3 separate regions of the Mus musculus genome follow, and regions 1 and 3 are each linked to region 2. A link is a contact called in public HiCAR-type data. All regions are on one chromosome and are shown on one strand. Each heading gives the region's core, a stretch centred on a gene start, on an enhancer-like site or on the middle of the called end of the contact. The rest is flanking DNA. Distances are from core to core; before and after follow the strand shown.

Evidence for each region. HiCAR-type assays count read pairs that join an accessible place to other places.
Region 1: a contact with region 2 is called in a HiCAR-type map of fibro-adipogenic progenitors, with 2.7 times the contacts expected there. The contact joins two enhancer-like sites. A contact is called at or near these places in 2 of 484 Hi-C or Micro-C datasets (both in uterus) and 2 of 115 datasets of contacts at active chromatin or transcription factors (astrocytes and fibro-adipogenic progenitors).
Region 3: a contact with region 2 is called in a HiCAR-type map of fibro-adipogenic progenitors, with 4 times the contacts expected there. The contact joins the promoter of Tbl1x here to the enhancer-like site in region 2. A contact is called at or near these places in 2 of 39 promoter capture datasets (cranial neural crest and hippocampal neurons), 3 of 484 Hi-C or Micro-C datasets (nephron progenitors and uterus) and 2 of 115 datasets of contacts at active chromatin or transcription factors (astrocytes and fibro-adipogenic progenitors).

The regions. Positions count from the first base shown.
Region 1 is chrX:77,546,474-77,550,423 of GRCm38.p6, reverse strand. The region is part of intron 1 of Tbl1x (transducin (beta)-like 1 X-linked); the gene reads right to left. Among named protein-coding and RNA genes, the nearest start is that of Tbl1x, 37 kb to the right of the region's middle. Within about 2 kb of position 1,288, at least 22 of the 459 cell types and tissues checked have an H3K27ac peak or open chromatin away from gene starts, as enhancers often do. A contact at or near this core is called in fibro-adipogenic progenitors, where this site is marked.
Region 2 is chrX:77,050,531-77,054,952 of GRCm38.p6, reverse strand. No RefSeq gene overlaps it. Among named protein-coding and RNA genes, the nearest start is that of Gm52433, 25 kb to the left of the region's middle. Within about 2 kb of position 2,707, at least 16 of the 459 cell types and tissues checked have an H3K27ac peak or open chromatin away from gene starts, as enhancers often do. A contact at or near this core is called in fibro-adipogenic progenitors, where this site is marked.
Region 3 is chrX:77,509,228-77,513,299 of GRCm38.p6, reverse strand. It overlaps Tbl1x (transducin (beta)-like 1 X-linked), which reads right to left and starts at 2,073. Exons shown (of 16, transcript NM_020601.2): 1 at 2,031-2,073.

The sequences.
Region 1 (3,950 bases), core at 39-2,538, 500 kb before region 2:
AATTGAAGGGAGACCTAGGCAGTGAGTTTCTTCCAAGAGGGGGATGGATGCCAGAGCTCTCAGTTATCCCCTAAACATCCCACATCACTACGCATGTTAAAACATTCTCCAGAACCTGGGGAGGTAGCTGAGTTTGGTCCCTCAGATTCATGTTTAAAATAAAGTAACACACAGACATGATGGCATGCTCTTATAACCCCAGGGTTAGGGAGATAGAAACTAGAGGATCCCTAGAGATCCCAGGCTAGCCAATCAGACTAACAGAAGGCTAGCCTATGTAATAAGCTCCAAAACAGGACTTAGGAGAAAAGTCAGTGAGTTCAAAGTGCTTGCCTTGCAAGCATGAAGGTCTATGCTTTTTCTCTAAAATGTGTTTCTGGTTTTTTGTTTTAAAGATGAGCATGGTAGGTCTGGTGAGTAAGCACAGAGCTAAGAAGACAGACAGAAAAGCAAGCCCCAAGACAATGAGAAGCAATGCCTCAAAAAGGGGGAAGGGGACAAATGAGGAACACTTAAGGTATAGTTTTTCAAACATGTGCACCTACAAATAGTAGTACTAGTAGTAATAGTAATAGTAGTAGTAGTAGTAGTAGTAGTTGTTGTTGTTGTAGTAATAGTAAATCCTTGGCAAGCAAGAATTCTTTCTCTCGCTACCTTCAAGGTCAGACTTGTCTCTCCAAGGATCCACCACCTCCCCCCATTCATTCACTATTCCATGTCTCCTACCTTCAGCCTGCTGCAGACACATCACATTCTTACCCTCCAAATAGCATGGTTTTCCAAAAGCTGTCCATGTCTTCTGTCTGCTAATCCCCATCTCTATAATTGATACCACTGGACTGTCAACTCCTCTCTGGCCAATGTTCAGGGTCTCTGGAGCCCACCTGCCTTTTAGTGCTTGTTCTCAGCTTCACCCATCACCAAACCATCTCATGAGCTCTAGTGTGAGAAAATGGTTTCAAATTCCTGTCCGCAGATCTTCACAGCACATCTTATACTTTCTAAGCTTTGTGAAATCATATCTCCTTGGTTCAGCCAAAACTAGAGCCTTGAGCAGGTTCTAGTTTTACTGATTCTGATGCTGAGGTCCCTCAGCAAATAAGTCTTACACACATGTACACCAGTATCTGGCTTCCTTCATAAAAGGAAGGTGCAGGGCCAGGACTATTTAGGAAAGTCATAATGGAAACCAGAGTTCTGCAGTGAAGCCAGACTGGACTGCAGGCATGGGCCCCACCCCCGCAGCCACAGACTCCAGAAGATTCAGTGAAGAATGCCAAGTTTCTGTAAGCTCTGATCCAACCAAGGCCCTCAAGATTGCTCAGTGGATCATGCTTGCCAGCATGACTCAGGACCCTCCTTCCATCCCTGGAAGAAAGAGCACATGGTACAAGGAGAGAATTAACTGCTGCAGGTTGACCTCTGACCATCACACATGTGAATTCCTGCACCCATAAACACACAAAATAAAGTTTTGTTTTGGTTTTCATTTTAAAGAAAAAGAACTATCCTAGGCCAAAGAGACCAGAGCATCTTGAGCCCATCTCCCGAACAAGATATTTTTAGATCGGGTCACAGTAGAACAGGAAAATCAAAGAGATTTGTCACTCTCCATTTGTCACTCTCCATTTTTCCAGGCACATTTTAAGAGGGTGTCATGAAAAATTACCTAGAAGTCATTGTTAACATTGTAGTCCACATAACCTTCTCTCTTCCAACCCCCTTTCCACTGCTCATCAGAGCAAAACAGTAGGGAGGGGGTGCGTATCTGTTTATATTTGTGCCTTAGTGTCCCTCCATCTTGAATGCTTTGAAAAACAATACAGCGCTTGGGAAGTAAAAGCAAGAGGATCATGAATTCAAGGTCATCCTTGGCTACATAAAACCCATTCCCCTCAAAAAGAACAATAACAACACAAACACCCAAAGAAGGAAAAGCCATCTACCAAATTCACAGCTAATGGTTGAAAACACTGACTTCCTACTGCACATGCCAAAATATGAATTGAGAAAAGAAACTGAAACACTGAGCCATCACCAAAGAGCCTAACACATGTGAATACTTTCCTCAGAAAAGATTTTTCTCTCCAAAAGAAAAGCACCATCAATTTCTACATTATAAAAATAGGATCTGAGTTTGATCCCCACATGGTTGAACAAGAGAAACAACCCAAGATGTAGACACCTACCACATACCTGACAACATGTAGAGACTGAACGCTCTGCACATTCGAATGGGGGTGGGGGGAGAGAGAGAGAGAGAGAGAGAGAGAGAGAGTGTGTGTGTGTGTACACAGGTTCATAAGCACATGTGTACCGATGCATACAGAGCAAAAGAACAGTCTTGGGTGTTATTTTTCCTTGGGTGCCATCCATCTTGTTTTTTAAGACAGGATCTCTCTCTAGGATCTGGGCTCACTAGGCAGGGTAGGCAAGCCCCAGAGATCCAAAGGTTCTGGGACTGTATCTCAAATCCTCATTGTTGCACAGCAAGCACTATATGAATTGAACTGTCTCCCCCAGCCTAGACAGTAAACACCACAGATTTCCCTAAGCAGTCAAGTTGGTTTGTCACAACCCTCACAACACCCTTTGTAACAAGACAGCCACACACACAGTACAACCATGTTCCTGTGAAACTCAATGTACAAATGCTGACTTTAGATATCTACATCACTTTAACCGGTCACATGGTTTCCAGCTCACCTCCAAATATACACACTACACTCATCAGATAAAAGTATAAAAGCCAGCCGGGCAGTGGTGGCACACGCCTTTAATCCCAGCACTTGGGAGGCAAAGGTAGGTGGATCTCTGAGTTCGAGGCCAGCCTGGTCTACAGAGTGAATTCCAGGACAGCCAGGGCTATACAGAGAAACTCGAAAAAACAAAACAACAACAACAAAAAAAGTATAAAAGCCTTTCTGGTTCATTATCTGTACAAAAACAGGTGACAGATTAGCCTGTGCTTTTAAAGACTGCCTCCAACTGCAACATATTTTGTGCTTGTGTACACACTGACATGCAACTGCAGCAAGAGGAGAATACAAGGTGTGCTCTCCTCCACAATCCCCCTTGAGACAGGATCTGCTCACAGAAACAAGTTAATTGTCATTGTTGTCCCCTAACTCCCCCCTCTACCTCCTTCCAATGCCTACACCTTCCCCTCCCCCTTCCCCCCATCCCTGGCTAGGCTAGGTATCACTCTTCCTGTGCAGTCATCCCCAGAAATGGGAGTACACCTCTGGCTTTTGCTGTAGATGCTTGGGCTCTGAGCTTAGGCCCTCACACTTGTTCAGCTCACACGCTATCATTCCTGCAGGTTGCTCTTAAACACATGACGGGGTCCCTGCACTGACGGCCTCTGGGCTCTCAAGGGCACTGTTGAATTCATATACTGCTTCTTATCATCGGTTATGGCATGAAACCCTAGCATTTGAAAAAACACCATGCCATCCCAAAACCAGAGGCTTAGAAATCATACCACCTCACCTCTGACCATCCCACTCTTGGTGTCCCCACAGCTCAGAGCTGTGAGATCTAGTGTGCTCACTTACCCTCACCTCAGTTACCCCAACTATATATCAGGAGCATCTCTCCTGTGGTGCAATCCTCTCAGCTCCAGTGTCACACCTAAGGCACTTTCACGCTGACAACAAAGACCAAGGAAATGTCCCAGCTATAATTCTAATTATTTTTCTTCTTTTTCTGTCCTCTTGAGGTGCAGTTTCACTTTCCTGTCAGGAGGCCACACTGCTGCCCTCCCCTGGCAGACCAAGTCCTCATGTTGAAAAGGAGGGGATGGTTCCACCAAAGCTTCTCTTCACCTTTCTACTTTCCTGGGCCTCTTGGCTCCTATCCCACCTCACCAGCCTGCCTCATCTATTATTATCCACCCAAGAATAAACATAACAAACTGTAATTTGTTAAATTTTATATCTAGACTGTAA
Region 2 (4,422 bases), core at 1,458-3,957:
CCTCTGTTCCTGATCCCTCCATTCCTTCATTTCTCCCTCCCTCTCCCTTTCTCTGTCTCTCTCTGTCTCTCTGTCTCTGTCTGTCTCTCTGTCTCTCTGTCTCTCTCTCTGTCTCTGTCTCTCTCTCTCTCCCTCTCTCTCTCTCTGTGTGTATGTGTGTTTGTGTGTGTGTGTGTGTGTGTGTGTGTGTGTGTGTGTGTGTACTGGCTGGTTTTGTGTGTCAGCCTGACAGACAGGAGTTTTTATAGAGAAAGGAGCTTCAGGTAAGGAAATGCCTCCATGAGATCCAACTGTGGGGCATTTTCTCAATTATTGATCAAGAGGGAGACCCCTTGTGGGTGGTGCCATCTCTGGACTGGTAGTCTTGGGTTCTATAAGAAACCAAGCTGAGCAAGCCTGGGGAAGCAAGCCAGTAAGTAACATCCCTTCATGACCTCTGCATTGGCTCCTGCTTCCTGACGAGCTTGAGTTCCAGTCCTGAGTTCCTTTGGTGATCAACAGCAATGTGGAAAGTGTGAGCTGAATAAGCCCTTTCCTCCCCAACTTGCTTCTTGTTCATGATGTTTTTGCAGGAATAGGAACCCTGACTAAGACAGTGTGTGTGTGTGTGTGTGTGTGTGTGTGTGTGTCTGTGTGTCTGTGTGTGTGTGTGTGTGAAATGTACATAAATATAAATGAAAGGTAAGATATATTGCATTGCTTGGTGGGTGAGGAAAATTATTGAGTTCACTAGAGTAGTCAATGAATTCATTATATTAAAGATTACATTGAAATAAACTTTGAAATTCTCACAGAAGTACCAAAAAGCATGTGGTTGAAGAACATAAACATTAATTTATGAAAATACTTATTTCTCATTAATGTTTCCTAGCAATCAGGAATCAGTTTTTACTTCTTGAGATGAGCTATGCTGTAGATCTCACGCTGACATCTAACATGTGATACTCTTACTTCATCTCCTAAGTTCTGGGACATCAGGCATATACTACCACACCTGGCTCAGTAAATGTTGTTTTTAACAACTAACGGTAATAGCATTTTTTAACTTCCCTAACTTAGATTTCTAATTTGAATGGATTTTTAATACAGTAGCCAAGCTTCCACCCAAGACAGACAGAAATTGTTACTTTACAGAATATCCTTCAGACACAAAGGCTTTAATGGGTAATGTTGATTGTCAATTTGATAAGATCTACACTAAACTGGGAGACAAACTTCTGGGAACACCTGTGAAGGATTATCTAGATTGGGTTAACTGAGGTAGGGAGACCCATCTTAATTGAGGCTGGGGGTGGGCTACTGGACCGAATAAAAACTAGAAGAACAAGCTAAGCACCAGCATTCATGTCTCTGTTTTCTGATTGTGTGTAAAATGTGACCAACTGCTTCAATCTCTGGGCCCCACGATTACCCTACCATGATGGATAACTTTAAACTGTGAGCCAAGCTATATGCCTCCTTATGTTACTTTTGTCAGGTATTTTGTCACAGCACCACACACATGATAAGTCCAAAAGGACAGTAAACTTTCCAGAAGGCACAAGACAGTGGCCCTTCTACCACATATGGCATTCATTGCTTTGACGTCAGCAGACAACTGTGTTGGAGAAAATGAGTTCAGCTTTCAGAATGTAAATTTTGTCCTTTGTGCAACAACAAGGTTTGTTACTTTTGGACTACGTTCTTTGCTCTGTTCCCATCATCTGTGATTCTGTATTAGTGGTTCTCAACCTTCCTAATGCTGTGACCCATTAATACAATTACTCATGTTGTGTTGACTCCCAACCATAAAATTACTTGCATTGCTTCTTCATAACTGTAATTTTGCCACTGTTATGAATTGGAATGTAAACAAGTGATTTGCAGGGTATCTGATATGCAACCCCTGTGAAAGGGTTGTTTGATCCCCAAAGGTATTGTGACCCACAGAGGTTGAGAACTACTGCTTTAAGGTATTTCCATTGCGAATCAGAAAGCCTGGATTTCCTCTCTGTGCTTATTAGATTTAGCTGTCAGATTGACATAACCTGGAATCAATTGGGAAGGGAGTCTTAATCAGGAATTTTCTAGATTGAGTTGTTCTATGAGTATGTCTGTAAGGGACCATCTTGATTGTTAATCAGTGTAAGAATATTGAGTCCACTATTCCTAAGGTGGTCCCTGAACTGTATGAGTGAAGAAAGCTGGCTGAGTGTTCTAGCCAGTAAGAATACATGTATTTATGCTCTCTTTATTCTTGACTGTGAATATAAGTCTCTTCTTCAACTTCCCTCCAATAATGGACTATACTAATCTAAACATGAGATGAAACAAAACAAAATAAACTCTTTATTTTGTTGCTTTTGTCAAAGTATTAATCACAGAAAGAGGAATGAAATTGCAACTTTTCACAAGCACTCATTTTAATAACTCAAGCCAATTTTATTTTTGGCTCTCGGAGATAAGGGAACTGATTTACTGCTTATTGTTTCTCTTTTTTATACTATCTACTTCAGCATGACGAATTCACAGGTGCTCAGCAATATGGATAAAGTGTTGAAAGAAGAAAACATATAGTTAAATATTAACTTGAAGGGAAAATATTGAACTAGTTCCCTAGCAATGGGATTTCAGTGCCTTGCTGCCAAGACTTTCCTGCTTCCCTTTCTAACTCAAGGCAGGATGAATTTCAATGATTGTTCTATTGCCTACTCCACCCACTAGCAAATGTGCTTTAAAACATCTCATTTCCAAGAATGATTCAGTACTGTGGCTGTTGACCAACCAATATTCACTCACTTATGATCTCATCCTTGGAAAGAAATCGTTTTGGCTTTTGTGTTTTCCATTGAGGATTTTTTTTTAAGCCCAGCCTATGACAACACATCTTTCTATTAGTTCATATATTATCCAGTCAGAAAAGCCTTCTGGTACACACAGATTTCAATTCCTGTTTTTTTCCATGCTAAATACTAGATTACATAAGAAAAATTTAATAAATCATGTCATGATTCCTTTACAACATTTACTACTCATAAATTAAATAAAAGCCATTTGGGGGCTGGGCAATGTTTCACTGGGTAAATTATTTGCTGCACAGGCATGAAGATCAGCATTCAGAAACCAAGAACCCATGGACATGCCAGGCATGCTTGGTGACCTCCTACAATCTTAGTGCTTGAGGGGTGGTAACAAAGGATCCTCAGAGTGATCTGGCTAGCTAGACTAGCAGAATTTGGCAGCTCATAGTTCAAATTAGACACCCTGCCCCACACCCTGCCTTAATATATATTGTGGAGAGTGATTGAGAAAGTTACTCATTGTTAAACTTCGACCTTCAAAATCACATGTATATATGTGCATTCATACTCACACATGCATACAAACATGTATATATATACAGATGCAAAACAACCCCACTACTCATCTTGTCCTTATTGTAATACATTGAAAGTTGTATTTAAGGTTTCACATCTTTCCATGTTTTCTGCTAATAATTAAGAAAAATCTCTGAAACATACAAATTCCTGTTCAATAGAAAGTAATTGGCCACGGGAGATTATTATCAGCCTGCATTGGAATTTCAGATATCATCACCCCTATTAAAAAAGTTTAAAACAACTAGAAAAATGTTTTCACCTGCTTTTCATAAAAGTTGCACAAGAGACCTTGGGGAGTGCACGTTTATCTCCTAAAATACCTGACCTATTTATTTGCTCTTCTCCCAGCTGTTGTTTTAGCTGGCTCTGGGTTATGCAGCACATGTGCACTCCCCTTAGAAAGCTTTCTGAGGAGATTCATACCAGGATTCATTTGCTGAGCAGTTAGGGTGGTTTTAAAAACATTGCTAGCCAGGGTGGGTTCATTAAATCCTCTGATAGCATCTAGGTCAGTCATTCTCCCACTGCATGCTCTTTGTACGCCTTACTTTCAATGGAAAACAATTACTGTCCCCTCCCTTTCTGTGACTTCTTTATAGCAAGGTCCCCAATGCCAACAGCTGCTGGCAGAGCTGTTTCCAAAGCACTGCACTGTGAACTTGATCCAAGGGCTTTTGGTCTCCATAGCAACCGGGGCAGTCTTGATTGTGTTGTCACCAAGATCACTGAAGCAGCCACAAGCCCTATTATTTCCTTCCTGGAAAATGAGCGTGTAGGTATAAATCTCCTGTTGTGTTTTGAATTTGAAATGTTCCTTAGAGGCTCATTTGTTTGAACATGCTGTCTCCAGCTGAGGACCCTCTTTTGGAAGGTTGTAGAACCTTCAGGAGGTGGATACTTTTTGGAAGAAGTTGGTCACTAGGAGGTGGACACTTTTTGGATGAAGTTGGTCACTAGTGGCAAGACTTGAGGCTTTGTTGTCCAGCCCTACTTCTGCCTATTCTCCTCTTTCTGACTGTGTAGTCAATGTGACTGGCTGTCTGATACTGCTGCCACTATGCCT
Region 3 (4,072 bases), core at 824-3,323, 460 kb before region 2:
ATTGTGGCAGCAGGTAGGCATGGCACTGGAGCATGAGAGCTTACATCTGATCCGCAAGCACAGGCAGAGAGTGAGCTAACTGGGAATAGTGTGGGCCTTTGAAACCTCAAAAGGATACACATACCTTAAAAGGCCACACTTCTAAACCTTCTCAAAAACATTTCCACCAATTGAGGACCTAGCATTCAAATGGCCTAAGGAGGCCATTCTCATTCAAACCACAATAATCCCGCATCAAAGAAAATTATCATCACCCCAAGGATCCTGGTAGCCCACCCACCATACTAGAAGACAATCAGCTTCCATTCACAGTGTCCCTCAAAGGCCTTGCTTTGGTGTGACTCCCAGGGCCTAGAAAAATAGCAAAACCCAACAGCAAAACCGAGGTAAACTTGAAATGAGTATCTGCCCAATACCATTAAAAGGAGTAAAATATCTTCCTTTTTCTTTTAGTAGTGCTGCCTAAGTGGAATTCTCTGACCCAAGTAAGGACATATCCTGGGGTAAATGAGAGCCTTACACCCCAAATCACCCATGCCTGTCCTACAGGTGTGTGTGTGATTAAAGGCTTGAAAAGCTTTAGGGGGCCATTTTAATAAGTGGATCAAGTGAACTTCGACTTTCATCGTTGTACTAATTACACTGGTGGGTGGTGCCATGAAAATAATCTGCAGCACACTTGGACACGAAATCCCTTTAAAAATAAAAGTGCCATCTACACTCAACACTATTTCATACCTTGATATGTGTCTTTAGAAATGACCAATGGTAAATTTCATAGGCTCACCAAGACCTATTTGCTACCCTAAACCAAGACTGGGGGGGGGGGGGAGTAGGACAAAGCACTCACTCCTCCTCCTGTATTCTTGTGTCCTCTTTTAAGTTAAACCAGGGACTAGCTCAGAGAAAAACACTAGTCAGGTCAAGGCACACACACCAAAGCAGAACAGAAACAAACACTTGCACTAGCAGTATGGCTTAGGTTTTGGTTAGGGGGAGGGGAGCTGTTTTAGGTTTTGCCCCACAACACTTGGTCAGAAAGAAACAAGCCGACCCTAACTGCGGAATTTACAGTGCGGAGGCCTCTGAGAACGCCAGACGCTGGGGGAAAAAAAAAAAGAAAAAGAAAAAAAGAGAGAGAGAGGGAAAAAAAAAAGCCCCAAGCTCCTGATTGCTCACTGGTCACGCACGTGAAGCCCAGGCCCCATCCAGCACCAGCGGGCCTGTAGTCTCCTCCTAAAGTTGTCACAAAACCCGAAGATCACCGACGTTCAAAGGCGCACCCCTCCTACATAAACTCCTGCTCCCAGCACCCTTCTCTACGTAAGGGAAATTCCTAAGACGAGGATGTGGGTGAGTGCAGATCTGGAGAACCCCTCCCCAGCCCCAAAGCAACAGGTTTACACCCTCCCCAGGCCGTACTGGGCGGTCCCTCTCCCTCACCTAGCCAGAGGAGCCGCCCTCCGTCGTTGTCACCCCCCCACACACACCCTGGTCCCCGAGACCAGGCCTGGGAGTAGGTATGGGGAGGGGGCTCCCGGACTTCCCTGACAGTTTGCGCCTCGGAAACTGATCACAAACGGGCCAGCCACTATCCCCCGCGCGCCGCCGCGCGTCCACCGTGTTCCGGGAGCGCCGGCCCGCGCCTCGAGGATGAATGAGGCTCCCCTCCCCCACAAGGGGATCCCGCGCGGCCCCCAAGTCCCAGGGCGACGCGGGTCAGCCCAGCCAACCCCCTCTGGAGCCTCAGACAAAGAGATGCTGGGACGAACTGCAGAGCGTCCCTAAACTTGCCTTTCCCTCTCCCCAAAACAAAGGCGCACCCAGGCCTTTCCCGCCCCCCGCGCGCGCGGCCACTTCGGGGAGCGGCCGCCCCAGAGGTATTGTTCGGCGTGCAGGGAGCGCGCCCAACCTGGGGTTGGGGGGGCACACGGGAACTTGCCCCTCCTGAAGCTTCAGGGCCCGCGATTGGGGTCACCACCGCGCCCCTCGGCCCGAGAAGTTTGAGCCCCTGCCCGGCGTGTACTCACCTCGCCGCGAGCCGTGCAACTTGTGGCCGCGCACTCAGCGTACTGGCGGGTCCACCGTCACCAACCCCGGGCCGCGCGGAGGCCGACGAGGGCCAAGCGCCCCGGAGCAGCCGCGCGCTACCCCTGGCCCGCCACCTAGTCCACGAGAAGAGCTAGCGCTGGAAAGTTTCGGTGGCGAATGGCGGCCGGAGGGCGCTGCAGCGGCGGCGGGGCGGGGGCGCTGGCGGCTTGTCGCTCCCGAGCGTCGAGACTGGGGGGGGCTGGGCTGGGAGCGGCGGCGGCGGGAGAGGGCGGGACGGCGGGAGGGACCGACACGGCCAGTGACCTCCGCTGGGAGCGGACGCGAGCAAGCCTACCCAGGCTGGGAGACGTGCCAAGAGGGTCGACAGCGCGCCGCCCTCCCCAGACACCTGGAAGAGGCTCTCTACAGCCCTGCCCTCCCCCACCGCGTGCCCGCCGGCCCCTCCCCGAGCTCCTTGGGGGGGCAGCGTCCCCACGCGGCAGCCCCTCCCCCCAGTAAGGGCTAGGACGCCAGGCCCGCCCTTCCCCGGACCAAGTCCAGACCCAGCCCCCCGGGGGCAGGGAAAAGACTTACATCTCGGCACAGTTCTTCACCCTAAAGCCTCCCCACCCCCACCTCTCCCCGCCCCAAGCCCAAGGTGGAGGAGGGAAGCCTGAGCATTGCCCTCTGGGCCCCAACCAGGCCCCTACCAGGCTCAGAGAGGAATGAGGGGGGAACAGGGCCCCTACACGGATACTCAATCCCACACCCCTCACGCCAAGGTGGCTCGGGAGGAGGGGGGATGGGAACAAGGGCCACCCTGAAGATTTAAAGAGGGAATGGTAACCCAAGCCACTGAAAGTGTTACCCTCCCCCACCTCAAAAGATGAAGCCGCCCAGCTAGCCTAGAAGGTTCTCGTGTAACACCATCTCCAAGCGCATCTTCTTCAAAATTAACGACATAAAGCATCCCCCTCCCCAGTTGCCTTTACGCCCACCGCAAAAATTGAGGACTCGGGCGCAGCCATGACCTTTGCAAAACACCTCTCGGCCAATAGTCAGAAATGCATAGGGGAGACGCTTTAACACAAGACTAAGGCACAAATAAGCTGGGACTATGGAGGACTATGTTAGGGTACTGGGGCCCTCAAATCTGTAAATCCCCACCCCCAGGCCTGAAACCGCAGGCGCTGGCAAAGTGTTTTCTGTTGCCAAGGCTGGTAAGGCCCAGCCCTGGCGCTTCCTCTCTTCCACATCGGTGACGATTTCCCCCCATACTCCCGCCTTTAATTCAATTAAATAAATATTCGGCCCTCCTCCTCAGCACCTTTGGTGTCTGCCTTGCTGAGTATTTTTAAAATCAATTTGCCCCTCCCTTAGGCTTCTAATGAGCTCGGTGCTAAGCGCCCAGTAACACTCCGCAATTTAAACCCTAACCTCACTTGCTCCTTCCTTGAACACTAGGCATTTGTTGCTCTGGTAGTTGGGGGTGGAGGGGAGAACCTGGGGCGAGTTTTTAAGGGGCCGGTTCTCCATCAAAAAGGCGGACCTCAAATTTACCTTGCAAAATATTTCTACGAAACGTCAAATATGTCAAACGACTGTTGGTACACAGTTATTAGAGCGCATCAATAAAAAATCCACACTTACACAGTCTCCATAATTGTGAATCAGCAGTACACAGGCTTATTAGCTATCAGCTGCCATTCAAGCACCCCCACCCCCAAAGGACTTGGTAGGGCTCCCTTGAGCCTGCCCTTCTTAGCTCTTGGGCTCCTGAGCTTGTGCAGACTGATGCTGAGGTATTATGAAGGGTGCAATCGAAAACCTGAGCCTGCTCGTGATGCAACCCTGGCCCAGTTTACACGTGCTTCCCTTCCCCCACTGCATGCTGGTGGTAGCGCTGCGTTTTTTCCGCCTGTAGGGTCACATTGTGGTTGATTGATTCTCCTTTCGCCTTGCTCAGTCATTCAGATTTGGAAAGTAAATAACAAGTTGACATCATTACAGCTTCAGGCTTTACCCGGTCGCCAGCTCTTTG